Regions from separate parts of the Zea mays genome. Here region 1 is linked to region 2. The links are chromatin contacts, called in public Hi-C maps. All regions are on one chromosome and are shown on one strand. The core of a region is the stretch at or near the end of the contact, and the rest is flanking DNA. Distances in the headings are between cores, read along the strand shown. Region 1 holds the start of LOC778433. Region 2 holds the start of LOC100282650 (6b-interacting protein 1).

Region 1 (5,634 bases), core at 117-2,616, 670 kb after region 2:
GATTTATATGTATCTTCTATAGAAAACTGGTTCAGAGCTGGTGTTTATGGCCTCCCTCTGAAATCAAATCTCTCTCTCTCTCTATCTCTCTCTCTCTCTATATATATATATATATCTTCTATAGAAAACTGGTTCAGAGCTGGTGTTTATGCATTTTGGTTGAAACAGATGAAGAGAATACTATCATGAATGCATCTCCAATACATTTTGTTAAGCTATCTCTGGCACAAAAGAATGATAACATGATTTCTTCATGGAAATGTCTAGGTGGTGGAGAGTAGTTTACTTAAGATAAGTTGAATTATGGCTTACAACTCGTTAGAGTTCTAGAATATGATTTGGTAGATTGAAATTTGTGGCTGCTGTCTCCCCAGTCTGCTAAATTTTGCTCTTCGGCTCAATTTCACTTTCATATTATCTTTTTCATGTCCTATTTGCATGGTCTGATCTACACATAGAACACTTTCATATTTCTGTTGTTGTTGTTGTTGCAGGGAGACAAGGGATGGAACTCTTGAGCACTAAACACAAGTTGGTCGAAGGAAAATCATGATGAGCAAAGTCATTGTTGTGTTAACGTTTTGGGCATGCCAAGAACTATTTTTTTGGTTATGAGTTTGTCAAACATATGTTGAGTTTGTCGCTCATTTCTTAAGAGCTATTTCTGTGATCGAAGAAATTTGTTTATTTTAGTGGCATGAATAAAAAAACCAAGCAAATCCATGGTAGAAACTTGTTTGTGTGCATATTTTGAGGGCTTTGTTTTACTGGAACTGTTTGATTTTGCTGATTTTTAAATTTTCTATTTTACTTGTGATTTGATGATGATCACACTTCTAGCAACTGGTGGCAGATGATCCTTGGCAGCGACTACATGGCAGCAGCTGATCCATAGTACTTTGTATTTGTACTTGTTGTATATGTATGAAAGCAGCCGACTGGCTCAATTGAAGGGAGTAGTATGGCATCAGGCTCACTGTTCGGGCTAGTAGCTGGTGGTCAGCCACGGACACCGAGCTCCATGGCAGGATCGGCTACTTCCATGGCAGTTGAAGCGGGCAGGCGCATGACACCCCCGTAGCTCCAAACAGCAGTAGGGCACGGCAGCACCGCGGGGCGGTGTCCACCCGGGGAATTTGCATGGCAAGGATTTGCCTCCCTGGTGTTGGCTCCCCTAGGGTTCCTCTGGCGGGGCTGCCAAAGGAGGCCTGAAGGGGACAAACGCCAACGGAGATCTGGAACGGCGAGCCAAATCTGGGATTAAAGTGCTAGACTTCCACTCATCAAAGCGGAAGTGGAAGCGGGAGCGGGGGTGGGGTTAAATTAATCCGAGGCGAACGAGAACGTGTTCAGTTAGCAGCCCGCCACGCTTGCGAACAAGTCTGTCGGGGTCATATGGCGATTTCTAGCTTTGGAGCGCAGTTATCGGCAGGTACCACGTAACGGAGGGAGAGGGACGCCACGCGATGAACACGCGTTTGCACGCTGCTTGCAGTGTCTGCCGGTTCATTGGTGAGCGCTGGTGCTTGGTGTTTGTGTACGCACTTTGATCGTGCACGTCGACAATTGCCGAAACGAGTGGCTTTCGGAACGGGCGCGGAGACGGACATGGACAAGGACAAGGACAACGTCGACACGATCAGTACGGTTCGCAGATAGGTGTGTTTGGTTCGGCTGAACCAAATATGTTGTAAAAAAAAGTCTAGAATCTCAACTAAATAGATATAACAGCATAATCGATTTTTAAAAATCTATAAATTTCTCAAGTTAAATTCAGGATCTCAGATATTTATATTTATGTCATCTATGTTACAAACTGTCAGTCTGTCAATGCATTTATAGAATCTAGTTGACAGTTGTTTCAATAAAATAAATTCCGGTTTTTTTACAATCGTGGGCTCAGCTTTCTCACATTTAGAATCGGACTAGTAAGTTACTCGCGCCCTGCGCGAGTCGTCGACAGTGTTGGATCGGAGGTGGGAATGAAACGCGTGGGAAGGTTTGACCTGATGCACTGACCGATTAAGGCTTTCTCTAATTACTGGAAGCACTAGACTCGATATTATTGATGTCTTATCTATACTACTCTATTAAAAATTTAATGTGAGCGTATCATGCTATCACAATTTCACCCTCCATACTGACACTCTGGGCCTGTCCCACGCGTACATCGCTCTCTCAGCTACTGCCCTATAGACCTTCAGCGCCCGCACAAACAGCTACTGCGTCTGCTTAGCACCCAAATCCACACACTGCTTCAGAAATTTAGGACTAACCACCAAACCACACGTACCTTAGTGTTTACAAATAAACAATAATTATAATTGAATAAATATCTCAATACCTATTTATATGATATATAAAAATCGTAGCAAAATATAGATAACTATCTAGTTAGGTACATATTTATAAACATGATCGAAAGTGGAAAGTAATCTGTTCACAGCTTTAAAAACCAATTGATCTATCGTACATCCTCCTAGCGCTTAGATTAGAAGCTATTGAGCAAGCAAACGAAGTGGCATGCATGTCATGACGACATATGAATTATAGGAAGATTTCATGTTAACGTAAAACAAAGTGTTAGGTTTAAGTTATACTATGTTTCAACAGATGAGAGTCGGACGTGAATGTCTTAAGCAAACAAAATTGTTACTTACACTGGGAGTGGGAGGAGACAGGCCACGTCCCAACAGGCCAATTCAGAACAAAGATATGATGGCTCCAACCCAAATGTGTTTGGGGATCGAGGCTCCAAGAATGCCATCAAATAGAGGCACAATTATGACCTCTACAATAATAGATTTTTAGCAGTTCCCGGTCAAGGTCATTTCAGCAAAATCACAATTATGAACACGGCGTGAAGCAAGATCTACCGTGAAGGCCATAATATAATGAAGGATGCTCAGTCAGCCTCAGACAGGAGCAATGCAATTGTCTGAGAAAGGTAAGCTAAGGTAACCTAGACTTCTAGGTCTAATCCTGCGTAGCATACACAGCGGTCCCCAAAGGGACGGATCGAGAATATTCACAGGTTGCAACAACGAATTATTCTAGCAAACACATGACGATTCTTAACATGTGTAACCATGGAAAAGAAACTTAGAAGAAAAGGGTATAGAAAAAGTTCAGTGCCTTTTCACATTGACTAAATGATAGCATGTTCTCAACGTTTGCAGTCTGCTAATTTTTTACTATCAAATATTCGATAGTACTTTGAAGCAGTGAAGAGCTATGGAATAGGATCATGGAATGATGCAGTAGCACAATCTGTAACTTCCAAGTTGGTTCAATGAACGTGACGATTCTTAACATATAAGCAGTAGTAGAATAATTCTTAGCATATATAAGCAGTGAAGAATGTGACAGTGAATTTGCAGTATTAGACAGCAAGCAGAATCACCTTGCAAGACCATTCTGGCCGAACAAATTGTATAGATTCTGTTGGCACAGTTCAGCAGCGACACTATAAAAGCAAGTGTTATCCTAAGTCATTAGAAACCTTAAGCGGACATTCAAACTGTGAGAGTGGTTCAGTATCATCAGTGGTGTTTGAGAAGGCATTGCAGGTATTGGCTCTCGAAAAGAATCCACTGGGTAGTGAAAGATGCCATGCAGTGAAGCTAACCAAGACACTGCATCTAGCATCTTACAAAGAAGCGATTGAAAATCAGGCCTTTTTCATAACTCTGGGCGAGACGCGACCATCGTCGTGGCTGCGGCACTGGCGACGCAAGCTGTGGCAAGACGCTCACGCAACGCAGAACGCACAACGTGGTGGGTGCAGAGAGGCACTGTAACTCTGCTAGGTCGGCGCGCGGGCGAAGCAAGCTACGTCGTGGCGTGGACATTCGCAAGGCGATGTCGCGCGGCAAGGTGGCGACGTGTCCGCGGCCGGGGGTGAGGGGATCTGGCGGCCACGCGGGCTTCGCGGCGGCGTTTGAGGGGGGAGGGCCGGAGGGGGCTCCTGGCGGCGGCGTCTAAACTCTGGTCTGGAAGCATCGTCGGCCACCCGAGGAGCGGTCGCGTATCCGTTGGGAAAGGATCGAACGACTGGAAACTGAAGAGTGCGTATACATTGGGAAAGGATCGAACGGCTGGAAACCGAAGAGTGACGTGGACATCGTCATCATGGAGCTTTCCTTCCTACTTTAATATATAAAAATTTACAGAAATCTACCGCTGAACAAACGAACCCTAAAAAGCATATTCTATTATCCACACACCCCGGAGCAAGAGCACTATTGACATGTTTGTTCATAGAACCTAGAAAAGTCAACATAGCATGCAAGTTTGGCTCTATTTTTCAGACAACATTGGTCTACCACAGCATAGCTAGAACATGATGGGCGTCGACGTCGGTGTTGGAATTTCTTCGTTTCCCTTGACGCTTAATACAAAAATAAGGTATAACTAAATAGTTGATCGTGCTTTATTACGGTTACTTAGTTGTTCGTGCTTTACTACGATTTTTATATCATATAAATATATATTGAGATATTTATTTAAATATAATTATTGTTTATTTATAAACACTAAGTTATGCGTGGTCTCATGGTTAGTCTTAATTTTTTGGAGAGGGGGCGTAGGTTCGAGTGCTCGCACTATTTTTTGTGCAGTGTGGTAGCTGCTCGGACAGGGTCCGGTGCTAGGTAGGCACGAACGCTAGGGTCCATAGGGCTGAGAGAGCGTTGCGTGGGCGTGGGGGCCTATAGGGCATGGTGCTGAGGCAGGACGCGTGGGCGGGAGAACCAGTCGGGACGTGTAGGACGGGCCTAAAGTGTCCGCGTGGAGGGGTGAAGCTGCCGTAGCACCAGGTGCCCACATTGGGTTCTTAATAGAGTAGTATAGATTATACACAAGTAAAGATGTGAAATTCACACACATATAACCAATAGAACACATATTGTGGGGGAAAGATCTCCGGGCTCCTCATGGAGCCCACGAGCCGGCAGGAGGATGAGGGAAAAGTCCACCCTAGAAGGACCGGTCCCCGGATAGTCCCGAGGCACCGAGCCTGGGATCGGCGAGGCAGAGCCAGAAGGGGGTTGGACGAACCGAGAGAAAGCCACTCGAGTGAATTTCGCGTCTGACCTAGGACTGACCCACCATAAGTGATTGACCGCATTAATTGCGCCTGGCACCGAGCTGTAGCAGAAAAAGTCGGTCCTCCTTTCACTCATGACCTATCAAGCCTAGGCTGAGTGCACTAGCCGTCTACAGAACCCACAACATGATGAGCCACACCGAGACCCAGGCTACAGAGGCCAGAGATCGGTGTGGCGCACGAACAATAATGATGGCGCCAGAGCTCTTCGCCGTCCATACAGCCAGTCTTAAAGAACATGGCCAGAGAAGCTTAGACGACCGAGGCACGTGCCAACAAGCATGACCTTACCGAGGTAGAACGCCCCATTTTACCACGGCGCAGTAGCTCCTTCCTTGAGAAGCTACTGATAACTGACCCCTACCTTGGTGATAGCACCTAGAAGGGGTGAATAGGTGATCATGCACAACTTGCTCCAAACAACACAAATTTGGTCTAATAAATGAGTTAGAGTGAATTAAAACCAAGTTTGGATGAGAAGAGAAGATAGAAGAGAACTCTTCACTTGATTGCTCTCTTAATATGAG
Region 2 (6,212 bases), core at 1,562-4,061:
CAGGTATCATACAATTACGTGTGCTAATGAAGTAACCAGAATTATCATCTGCATCTCCCATAGTGTGAGCACGACAAGATCCGGATAAACAAACAAATACAGCACGGTGTAATTAACAGGCACCTAGAATTGTAGTATCACACCCCAAGCAAATTGGCGTAAGCAGAAGACATTATAACACACAATGCAAAGAATCTGTAAAAAGCATACTCCTATTCAGCATGCGTTCACATCAGTTTCATTTATATACGAATGGACGTGAGCTATTTTTTCAGAAAAGATTAAATTTATGAGGCACAAGCATAAACACATTTGGTTCATTAGAAGCATACCGTTCTACAACGGAAAACTATCGAACAATTTTTAATTCATCACCAGTTCAGTCACATTTGGTACGTTAAAAGCATACCGTTCTAAGACGGAAAACTATTGAACAATTTTAATTCATCACCGGTTCAGTCAACTAAGATGAGAAGTTCAGAAGCAGATCTTCGAACGCACAATGCAGACCCCCCCCCCCTCCACCCCCACCCCCCAAAAAAAATCTAGTACAGAATCGTCGTATTCCTAAAATAGGGAGACTCCAAATGAAACCCAATACAAGGGATCATCATCATCCACTGATGAACATGTATTTAAGTAGTGATAGAGCCAATAGGGGACTGGCAGGGTCCATGGCCCCCTCATCACCCAATTTTTCTACAAAAGCTCATGAAGTTGAGGAAAAAACTTTTGCATGTTAGTAATTTATCTCTGAATTAACTTACCCCACCCACCCACACACACACCTTCAAATCCTAGTTCCAGTAAGTTTTTAAAGATAGTACCAGAAAATTTTCAGCAATAGTTCATCTCAAAAGAGAAGCTAAAACCAGAACCAAAAATCTAACAAACCAGTCATGTACACCAAACACACAGACGACGTAGTAGATGCTCACATACACTATCCAAAAAAATATATTTGACATCCCGTCCCCAGCTACTAGAAAGGCAGACAAATTACCCTATATCATCTATGACAACCAAGCATCTCAAATGAGAGAATGGGAACACAAAACTTGATGTAACATTATAGCAGAGGGTCACATACACTAAGGGCTTGTTTGGGAACAAGTGTAATGAAGAGTATTGATGGGGCTAGAATCCCTCACTATTTAAAATTGAATAGTGGAGGATTATAGCCCCTTCAATCCCCTCTATTGCCCTTACTCCCAAACAAACCTTAAGAAAACTATAGTTCCCTTCCCCAACTAGAAAGGCTGGTGACAAACTGACAATGAAATAACAGAACAGTCACAAAATATTGTGGTATCATAAATAAAGCATAGGGTTCTCATCATGCAAACTTGCAAACCAATATCATGTATAAACAGAAAGTGCCCAAAAAGATTGTAAGTGATACACAACAAAGGTAGTTGAGATGAGATTCGTATTACACTGACAGTAAGTGTTGTAAACCAGTAAATTTCATTCCATCTAAGAAAAAACTTGGGCATAATGCATTGCAAGGTACATTTAAATTTTGAAGACCTGCAATACCTCCGTGGTTCGTATGAAAAATTACAGTATCTTAGGAAACACAAACAATCCACGAACAAGTCTAGCACAGCAACCAACTCACTGTATCCTAAATTCCTAATTGAAGGTCAAAATATTCCTTTACCAAACTCTTCCAATTTAAGGCTAGGGGTGGATTGAGGGGATTGGAGAATCCATCCCTAACTGAACAGGCCCTTAAAGATAAGCAGAGCTGCTGAGGAAGGGCAGTGCAGCGAGAGACATGAGCATCTCCGAGGAAGCATCACCCTTCCTGGCGTGCTTTGCCCTCGAAAGCTGCAGCTGCATGTCCACAAAAGACCGCATCCGCTTCAGCTCCAGATCCTTGAGGAACTTGATTCGCTGCCTCTCCATCTCCTCTGCGTGTCGCTGCTTGGCTGCTTCCATGCGCTCGTACATATCCGCGAAGGTCTCGATTGCCCTCGCTAGCTCCCCGAATCCACCGCTCCCGCTGCGCCTCTTCCTCTTGGTGCCAACAGCAGGAGCACCACCGGAGCGAGAAGATACAGAACGTGACGGCGACTGCTGAGAGCCTTCGTCATCGTCGTACTCGTTGTTGTTGTAGCCATCTTCCGAGTCGGACTCCGCGGCGGCGGCGGCGGCGGCGGCCGCCGCGGCGGCCTTATGGATGAAGTTTGCGGAAGGGAGGTCGGAGCCACGGCGGTAATTGTGCAGCGGGAGGGCCACGGGAAGCGGCGGCGGCGATTGCGGCGACGGGGAGCGCGGCGGCGTCTGGCGCCTCCGGAACACGGGCAGCGCGGCGCGCGGCGGGGACGGTTTCTTGGTGCCGTTGAGCGTGGGCCCGACGAGGATGTCGAGCTGGCCGTAGAAGGACCACGGCGACGGCCCGCCACGCGCGCGCTCGGCCTTGTACTTCTTCTTGAGCGTGTCGACGCGGTTCTTGCACTGGATGTCGGTGCGCGGCGGGCGGCCGCGCGCGGAGGCCCCCGGGCGGGAGTTGACGGCGTCGGCGACCTCCCGCCACTGCGGCTGGCGGAGGCTCCCGCGGTTGAGGTCGAGGTAGCGCGAGCCCCAGGCGTCGACGAGCGCCGCCGTCTCGCCCTCGCTCCAGCAGTCCTCCCGGTACGGCAGGTTCGGGTTCGGCGGGGGTAGCTTCCCGTCCATCGCTCCTCCTCCTCCCAGATCTCTCCGCCTCACGACGACGACGACCTAGCCTTCTCTCTCTCTCGTTTGCGCGTGGAGACGAACGAACGGACGGACGGGCGGGCGGGTGGATAGATGTGGGGGCGGCGGTGGAGGAGACGAGGCGGGGTGGGGATTAAAAGAAGGGGGAGGGGCGGGCGGCGAGGGGAGGAGCGCCGGCCCGTGGACCGTGGCGACCGCGAGTCCGCGACACGGCACGTGGACGAGCGGCGCAGATCCATGGAGTTTGGTGCGTGGGGGAGCAGCCGCCGTTGGATCAGCTCGTCGTTTGGGGCCGGGCGGGTTTGACCGGGACACCGAGCCGGCGAGGGATTACCTGCTGGCGCTGGGGACGGAGCGGAATTGGAGTCGGAGAGCGAGATCGGCGGCCTCGGCGTGGTTCAGTACTTCGGTTGGCCGGCCGGGCGGCACGGCGCGGGATAGGTGGGTGGAGTGGGACGGGACGGACGTGCGGGTGCGGGGCGGGGAAGTTACGCGGCTCGCGCCGTGCCGAAACAGCCGCCCGTGCCGAAAGAGATGGTTCTTTATCCCGTAGCGTCAACCGGTTTTTTTTTTTTTGCTGATAATGCTTGGTTGACGGAATGACGATATCCCTGTTTTTTCGGGGCTGTTCAGCGGTCAAGCCCCATCTGCTCGCCGTGGCGTTTTTTTTACCGCGCCGTTACGGTTTTTTCTCGTGTGCCGGCTGTCCGCCGTGGCTTTTTCCATGGCACCCGGAGCTAGGATGCTCCTAAAACATCCAAATTGTATAACAAATTTAATGTTTTAATATCGATGTATATATAATTTGGTGTTAACCTTTAGCCATGTTGTTATCATATTGTTATAGACAAAAATAATGTTTTTTTATAATTTTGTTTGCATTATTTTCTCCCTACAAGTATCTGTATCCAAAATTTTATATTAATTATTTAAAAGGAAATAAAATGAATTGGAGATTTTTTTTATGAATCACATTAAACTCAATATTGAGAATAAAAATATAAATTTACATAACAAATTCTATACCCTATTTGTTAAGAATTAAAGAAAGAAGACCAAAAATTTAATATCCGAATAAGTATTCAGATTCATCTCTATCCGGAGCGGCCCTAGTATAAGATCTGGAGCGGATAGACCGAAAACATGATTCTTCTACAACAGCTCGTGCCCTACGGTGCCCACACCGCTTCCTCCTTTACCGACAGTCTCGAGCGAAAATCAGCTAGGACCGACGAGCGCGCATGTTCGACCGAGCCACCTTCCCCCGTGCGGCTCCCTTCACGTCCCGCTCGACTCCCTTTCATGCCCCACACAGCTCGCCTCTCTTCGTCCAATAAAACATAAGTCATTTTTAGGGAAAATCTTATTTTTCGGGAAAATATTAAGTTATTTTTGTTTTTCAGTCATGCTCCATGTTTTCTCATATTTTTCAGTCATGCTCGACTCGCGGTAGCACGCGTATGGGAGGCGGCTCACTCAGTCGGCTGGGGGACGCGAGCGGGGGAGCGGCTCGGTCGTCTAGAACACGAGCGTGCTTGGCTAGAACGTCGACGACATGTGCTCACAACATCCACCGCCAATCTCCTACAGCACACGATCATCGCCCTCCAGCGGGAGTTTGTGATGAAGAACCTAGGGCCCCTCCACCACTTCTTAGACATTACTATCGAACGCGGCCGCAGGGTCTCTTTCTTCACCGGCGCCAGTACAACATCGACACCCTGGAGCAGGCTGACATGTCCGACTGCAAGCCCTACTCCACACCTGTCGATACTCAGGCAAAGCTCTCTGAGTACGACGGCCCCCGGTCACCGACGCGACGTCCTACCGGAGCCTAACCGGCGCGCTCCAGTACCTCACCTTTTGCAGATCTGACATCGCCTATGCCGTCCAGCAGGTGTGCCTGCATATGCACGCGCCGCGGGAGCCCCATCTCACCGCTCTCAAGTGGATCATGCGCTACCTCCACAGTTCCCTCGACTATGGCCTCCTACTCCGACCATCCCGACGTCGAAGCTCGTGGTCTACACCAACACTAATTGGGTTGGTTGTCCCGACACACGTCGGTCCACTTTCGATTATACCGTATTCCTAGGCACCAACCTCGTCTCCTAGGCCGCCAAGCGACAGCCTGTCGTCTCCCATTACACCGCAGAGGCCGAGTACTATGATGTGGCCAGCGGCGTGGCGGATGCCTCCTGGCTACGCCAGTTATTCCACGAGCTCCACAGTCCCCTTCAGCACGCCACCCTCGTCTACTGCGACAACGTCAGCGCAGTCTACCTCTCCACCAATCTCGTGCAGCGTCAGCACATGAAGCATGTGGAGATCGACCTACACTTCGTCCGCGAGCGTGTCGCTGCAGCTGGCGTTCGGGTTCTCAGTGTTCCCACCACACTGCAGTTCGCCGAGATCTTCATCAAGGGGTTACTGTCGAGTGTATTTTTAAACTTTCGATCCAGTCTCAACATCTGCACATGATACAATTGCGACTGTGGGGGTGTTAGAATACCCATTTAGGGTTTGGTGCTTTCCCCGTGTGATTACCCTCTCACCTCTGTGTAATGGGTCTGGCTCAGTTAACTCAAGTATATTAATACAACACCCAACCCTAATCCATGGGTTAGGGTTTCCCACAACTTATACTTAGTAATTTCTAATAGAATTCTGACCAATTTAATTAAAAGCTAGTGCTCGGCCTCGTCATATTCGTTGATAAGCCTTACACTACATTTTGTTCATACACATTTACTGAGCTATGATCGTAAGGGAGCTCACACTTGCTATGAACTATACCGAGGTCAAGAGTAGGTACCGCCAGAGGACTACTACGATGAGTTCGATATGATCTAGATCGTCGGCTTCCAGTCAATCGCGTTAGTGAAGAAGATATCTTAGTTCAGTTTGTTTTATTCGGTTATTTTTTTTAAGACATTTGATGTAATAAAGTTTGTGACAGTGATTTCTATATACACTATATCGTCATATATTTGAAACTTGATTCTAACACATATATAAGATACATCTAGATTTATCTTTAAATTTAGGTGTGACACATGACCTATCTGTGTAGTCCATGGTGGATGGGGAGGTTGGTGTAGGTATGGGTGTGTTGTACTAGGTCTCCTAACCCCTCTTTTCTCTTCGTACTATAATGGTGCGTGGTCGAAAAAATAAAAAACCTAATTAGAGATAAAATTTGATGAGTTTTTTTATTCCAATACAGGATGACATGACATTCTTTGACATTCTTTTAGGGCGAGTTTAGCCCCTCGGGAGGGAGCAGTTCCTAGGAGGCGTTTGGTCCGGCTTAATCAGATTACAAAGGGGAATAGATATCAATACAGATGTTTGGTTTGAGCAGCTCAACCTGGAATCAAATACACTGTAATCTGATAACAGTCTATGTATTTGTGATCCCGTCTGACTCCAGGGTGCCGTTTGGTTCATATATTGATAACGTAATGGGTAACCGGTAACGTTAAATCATGTTTATTTAAATCCAACCG

Evidence for each region. A called contact is a pair of places that touch in the nucleus more often than the background predicts.
Region 1: a contact with region 2 is called in a Hi-C map of tassel, with 2.8 times the contacts expected there. The contact joins the promoter of LOC778433 here to the promoter of LOC100282650 in region 2. A contact is called at or near these places in 2 of 25 Hi-C or Micro-C datasets (ear and tassel).

The regions. Positions count from the first base shown.
Region 1 is chr8:154,743,335-154,748,968 of Zm-B73-REFERENCE-NAM-5.0, forward strand. LOC778433 reads right to left here and starts at 1,367. Exons shown (of 23, transcript XM_020542696.3): 1 at 978-1,367.
Region 2 is chr8:154,073,268-154,079,479 of Zm-B73-REFERENCE-NAM-5.0, forward strand. It overlaps LOC100282650 (6b-interacting protein 1), which reads right to left and starts at 2,812. Exons shown (of 1, transcript NM_001155558.2): 1 at 1,449-2,812. The coding sequence starts at 2,682. The coding sequence ends at 1,735.